Linked DNA regions of Hordeum vulgare: region 1 is linked to region 2. The links are chromatin contacts, called in public Hi-C maps. All regions are on one chromosome and are shown on one strand. The core of a region is the stretch at or near the end of the contact, and the rest is flanking DNA. Distances in the headings are between cores, read along the strand shown.

Region 1 (3,227 bases), core at 304-2,803, 490 kb before region 2:
AGTAGCCTAAACCTGTCAAATATGCATCCCAAATTGAGAGAAAATATAGCCACAAAAACCCTAACCATGAGGGGTAAAAAACAAAGGACATGACCATTCATGAGAGGGGAGGAGATTGTGCTATTGGCTGTCGCTGACTCCGAGGATCGCTAGTGGCCATGCTTTGAAGTCTTGCCTGCCACACGTTGCCTATATCGTTCGACCCCCTCGAAACGAAGGAGGCAGTGGTTTTGGGCCAGACAAGGGAAAGATTGTGTGTGCCTTGAATAATGGAGGCGCGTGTGGTGCGATCCGACTTGGGCGACTTGGCCATCCGGTGCCGGCGAGCTGCTCTGGTGCAATCATATCGAGCTTGACAGGTAGGGAGAAGCTAGGCGATGTGGTTCGGTGTGCCAAAAAACAATCCGGAAAAAACCTACCGAGTGGCATGCCAGCTAGACCTTGCAATTGAGACTCATCGATAAAAACCCTCACAAAATTTCAAACAAGGTAAATTATGATGACACTTTTTCTAAATGGGTGAAACTTATGAAATCCTGCTAAATGGAGGAATTAATGTAAAAAATGTCAAAACAGGGGGTAAACACCATAATTCACTCTATAAAGAAAGTTTGTAACCAATGCACCAAGTGGAGATCTTTCAATGCCTTGCAGTTCTGTCATTATTCAGTTATTGTAGCTATAGGCACATGGAAGGAAGCTAGTAATATATAGCAAACTCCAGAAGATTGCATTGCATAATTCCATTTTTAGGTCAATACCATAATTCTAGAAACACAACAGATCAACCTTTGATCAGAGGCTTTTATATGTAGGCTTTTCCCCTTTATCTCCAAGTAGAGATCACAAAAAAAACCTCAGGTGTACCAAAAATATAATAATTAGCATCACACGAAGATCACAATTTTTTTTGTTAATTATTATGGTCAGGATAAACTGCACTGTTTATTATAATCAGACATAATTTAGGGACGCTTATAGGTGCATTGGCACGGAAGAAAATTTTATTTGACGGGGTCTCACAGTGTCCTGCCTAGGGTTCCTCCTCAGATTTTGCGACATCATACTTTGCACAAATCTTAAAGCAACAGTCTGGAGCTTCACCTAGTCACCAGATACATACTATTGGAATTCCACCATCTTCAATTACATTAGCACTTGTATATAAAGTGTAGTGTAAACTACTCCTGTGCATGACAGAATTAGATCAATTTTAATTTGTTTATGATTGTACCATTGGAGGATAATGTAAATGCGAAATCGTTCGTTGCCACTGGCCAATGTCAACATTCAGTCTTAACATTTTACATACCACTGGTAGAGTTTTGAAGAAGCTCAAGATCAATTTTAATGTGGTAAAATATCTCAGTGTTTACAACCTACAACACATAGATATTGTGATCATGAAACTCTGAATGTTTTTTTTCTTAAGATCTCTGAATGTTCACACTCTGAATGTCACCATCTCTGCATGGCGGCGTACATGTGGTGGGCAAGGGGAACCCATCGTTGTGCATGTTGCCGCTGGACAACAAGCACGTCGTCGTCACCGACCCTGGAGAGGTCGCGAAGGCGCCGCCGCTTCCGCAATGGTCGGCGTCATCGGCGCATGGAGGGTTCACCATGAGGATAGGTCGCGGTGTCTGGTGCAGCTGATAGCCAGCGAGATGATCGCTATCTTCTGTTTAGTTACATGGAAAGTATCGAGCTGATCATACACATACTGTCATACCTAGTCTTAATTACTCCCTCTGTATCTAAAAATTTGTTATTGAAGAACACTACTCCCTTTGTGTCAGTTCGTGCGTGTAGTTTTAGATCATGAATTTGACTAGCTAAATATGTGTTATATGTTATCAAAATTATATCATTAGATTCTTAAGAGAATATAGTTTTTAAACATATTTTTTTCATTAAATGTAATGCATATTTAAATAGTTAAATTATTAATCTAGAATAACGCCAGCTATAAGTATTGTGATACATGTTGAAATATATTACCCATCTCTCTCTATCAGTTCGAACTTTTGAATGAGTTGGTTGGAGCATGAATTCAATCTGGTATCACAGTCAAGAGGTCTTGAGTTCAAGACCCTACCAACGCAGTATTAAAAATAAACGATTATGCGGCCTACACCGATCCCACGTCTAAGGACTAAAATAGGAAATTAAATCCGCTTTCAGTTGTGTGTAAAGTATGACATGGCAAAATCTGAAAGGCAGGACACTGAAAGGAAATACTTTATAACGAGGTTTAATTCCTTCTCCGCTATCAGGGTGAGACCCATATGAGTTCTTGTACATTTTTTAAGATTGTTATATGGATCCTAGGCCCATCTCATATTTCAACAAGGACGATTTGATCAAGGAGGCTGCATAACATATAAATTGCAATATATAACTCATTAGAAAGATTATTACACCGAAAAATAATAATGTAATACCATGAGTCAATCCTACCAACATTGGGCTAATTTTTTTAAACAATATTTTTTTATTAAATTTGAAAAATATTATGCAGGTTCAACAATTTTTTTGTTGCCGTTGCTCTGCATTCAATCTGCCGGAGCAACCAATTACGCCTTTTAAGGAACTTGTTGAAATCTGTGACGGGCTTAAAGCCAATGAGACAATTTCAGAAAATATCTAAGGGCCCATGTAGGTGGTGGCATGACAAGGGGTGGTGGAAAGTTTAGTCCCACCCCGCTAGTGGAGAAGGAGTTGGACCCTATATAAGAGTTTCTCTTCTACATACTATTGGAGCAAGAGAAGAGACGAGGCCCTCGCGCACTCCTCCTCCGCCCCCCTCGTCGCGGGTTGTGGGAATGAACCGAGCTGAGCTCATACCTACGCGCTTATTTTTGTCGGTCAGGAATGGAGAATACGTGGGCAAGGAACTCTGTGAGACGTCGGATCGTGGGTGTTACCGACTCGGACGCGGGTCCAGCCCATGTCTCTCCACTCTGCCTCCATGCGCTTGTTCCTTTTGCCACTGCCACCACCGGCGACTCCGTCCCGTTAACCGCGTACACGGTCGATGGAAGAGTAGGCGTCTGAAACCCCACCTCTCCGGTTCCTGTACGGGAGAGGTGTGATTAGGTTTTTGGGAAGAGATGGTGATACAAGTGTAGTATGGATAGTAAATATAGATTTTTGTAATCTGAAAATATAAAAACGGCAAGGTAGAAAGTAGAAAACAACGAGCAAAACATTGTATAAATGCTTGA
Region 2 (3,076 bases), core at 315-2,814:
GCACACTTGTGCAAAACATGTGACCAAATAGGATTTCATGATAGTCGCAATTGTCCAAGAAAAAAGTGATATGTAACCAAATAGGATTTTGTGTCAGCATAACTCTTGCAATCTAGCAAAAGTGATATGTACCGTTGCCGAGCAGTCTAGCAAAAATGATCTCAGATGCTATGGATTGAAGCAGAGGATGGAAAATAATTGTCTTCAAGTTGTTCTCAGTTGTACAACAATTTAAGATAATAGGAACAAAGCATAAGCAAATGTTTCTTTCGGAAATTTCCATCCACAACAATTTACATTCGGTACTTTCTGAACAATCAATAATACATTCACTTTGTAAACTTCAAGCTACACGAATGCTGAGCAAACAGAAAACTGCAATCGATTAGCTACTCAGAAGGCTAATCAACAAGTACATGATACACACATCACATGAGAACAAAGAAAATTTCAGAGTTGTAACAGGCGGCCAATTTCCTGCCCTCACGCAGGCACACCGGCAATCACGCCCAGCACATCCCAGTCCATAGCTTGCAGTTTGCACGCACACGAGCTCCCGAGCGACCACGGAACCAGCAGCAGCTCCCGAGCGACCAAGGAACCAGCAGGAGCCACGGCTCTGTTCCGTGTACGTGCTCGACGCCCAGCACGCCGACGACCCCCGCGCCCCTTCAGATCCTCTCCGCCGCTGCTCCATGGCATGAGCTCGGCGTCAGAACCAGCGGAAAGTAGGACGAGCGATGTAAGCTGACAGTGCGGAGGCTGCGGACTCCGGTGGACTCGACGTCAGGACCCGCGGGAAGGACATGCGCCGGCAACAGCGACCACGGATGGATTTCGATTGGGGATTGCTGAGCTCATCACCGCCGCGCAGTTGGGATAACCACCGTTTCCTGTTTAGGGATAAGACGCAAGGGTTAATTTGCAAAAAACAGGGTCCGGACGCGGGCGCTTCAGTGCAAAAACACGATTAGATCCGATGGCAGAAACTCTTTGGATGCAGGGATACAGGAAACAATCGGATGCATAAGATACGACGCCAAACACTAATCCCTTCGTTAACGAAACCAACTACTGATCCCATCGCTCACCAAACCCACCCCACGTTCACGCTGGGAAACTGCCCCGCACTCACGAACTCGCCCGCCCACCCCGTCCCGCAGCCGCCGCCGCTGGCCCCGCCTCGCGCCGCCCGCTCGCCTGACGCACCTCCTGCGCCCCGCCACCGCCGGCGCCCTCCGCCGTCGACGTGCCTCCGCGCCCCGCCAACCCTCCGCCATCGACGTGCCCCGCCACCGCGGCCTCCGCGCCCACCCCACGCCCTGCCGGCCCTCCGCCAACGACGAGCCCCGCCACCGCGGCCTCCGCGCCCACCCCACGCCCTGCCGGCCCTCCGCCATCAACGTGACCCGCCACCGCGGCCTCCGCGCCCCGCCCAGCGCCCCGCCGGCCCTCTTCTCCCCGCGCCTCACCTCCTCCTCCGATCTTCACCTTTCGCCAGCGGCCACTCCCGCCAGGGCCACCTCAGTGCGCGTCGTCGCCGCCGCCGCGCTCCCGGCGCCTCCCGTGCCTGTTCGCCCGCCCCGCTTAGCAGCCTCGTGTCGGTCGCGGCACCGTTCGCTGCATGGCTTGGCGGCCCGACACCACACCAGGATCGGCGTCCGGATCAACTCCTGTCTCTGCAAGTCAAGGGGTATGGGGCTGCTCAATCTCCTTTCTATTGTAGTTTAGTTTTTGATTTAGCGTTTGTAGTAGATTCAGTAGGTGTAGGTTCGTTTTTGCTAGATTCAGTAGGTGTAGCGTTTTTGATCTTATAGGTGATAGAACAGATGTAAGTTTTTTATTTCTCCACCTGCATATTGTTTCTGTTTCTTGATTCTTGTGATACGGCTCGATCATTTGATTCATGTAGCATCGCTCTGTTGATGAAGATAGTGCTCGTTTGCAGGTGAACACTGAGATACTGAAAGAAAATGCTGAGATGATTAATGAGTACTACTTCTCTATTCACATTGATCAAGGTGGCAACCTGACCAGACTTCCTGTTGTACTTGATCAGTACACTCCTGATATGGATCGCCTTCCAGAGTTCATGTTGAGTCTAGAAAATGATGTAGGTTTCCTTTTATTATGCTGCCGCGTTCATTACATATGGTATTTTAAATTTGATCATGATATTTGTTTATCCATTCCCTGCTGAGATGATGGCAAGTAGGTTTTCAGGCTGATACCGTGTTCAAATTTTAATTTTGGTGTTTCATGTAGATATGGCAGCCAGCTGTCCAGAAGTAACTTATGTTTCTTATTTTGTACTGTATAAGTCACTTGGTAATTTCAGTTCCAGGAGTTGTTGCATTATGGCATATTTTGTTCTAGATTGTACTTTAAGTCTGCAAATTGTCAGTCCTAATTTTTAGTGATTACCATCTTATACTCCCTCTTATCCATAATATAAGTCTTTTTAAAGATGTCACTAGGGGACTACATACGGATGTATATAGACATACTTTAGAGTGTAGATTCACTCATTTTGCTCTGTATGTAGTCCTTTAGTGAAATCGCTTAAAAGACTTATATTTAGGAACGGAGGGAGTAATAGATTACCTGGGACGTTGAGAAAGAGTGCTTCAGAACGGCAGCAGCTGCTATCGGAAACTTCTATGCTCTTCATCCTCCCATCCTTCCAAATCCATCTGGCAAAGGCATTCAGTTATACAAGAAAAATAAAGATTGCATGGGAAGTGCTGAACAGGCTGATAACAATTTACCAAGTACAGGTGAGCTTATTGGTTATCTGTATTCTACAGTTGTATACCCATTAAAGTGCATCGAGAACATACATGCTTAGTGTCAAACCCTGGTAGTTAACTGGATCCGTAGTTTCTCCCAGTTTACTACCCATTAACCGGTGAGATGGCATGACGCTAAAATCGACATGCCAAAGAGAAATGTCCGTCACATATGATGCTGCAGCTAGATATTCAATGGGGTCAATTGCCAGTGTATTATTCATTCAGAGTTAATTGCCGTTGGGGCTAAATATACATTCCATTACAGATGAAGATGACATCGATCA

What was found. Hi-C and Micro-C count contacts between places; a contact is called where the count stands out from the background.
Region 1: a Hi-C map of leaf shows a contact between it and region 2, with 4 times the contacts expected there. The contact joins the enhancer-like site here to the promoter of LOC123425584 in region 2. A contact is called at or near these places in 3 of 6 Hi-C or Micro-C datasets (leaf and seedling).

The regions. Positions count from the first base shown.
Region 1 is chr2H:142,889,242-142,892,468 of MorexV3_pseudomolecules_assembly, reverse strand. No RefSeq gene overlaps it. Among protein-coding and RNA genes, the nearest start is that of LOC123425900, 10 kb to the right of the region's middle. Within about 2 kb of position 1,553, at least 1 of the 3 cell types and tissues checked has open chromatin away from gene starts, as enhancers often do. A contact at or near this core is called in leaf, where this site is marked.
Region 2 is chr2H:142,401,539-142,404,614 of MorexV3_pseudomolecules_assembly, reverse strand. It overlaps LOC123425584 (DNA mismatch repair protein MLH1-like), which reads left to right and starts at 1,564. Exons shown (of 5, transcript XR_006621862.1): 1 at 1,564-1,693; 2 at 1,949-2,113; 3 at 2,600-2,777; 4 at 3,058-3,076.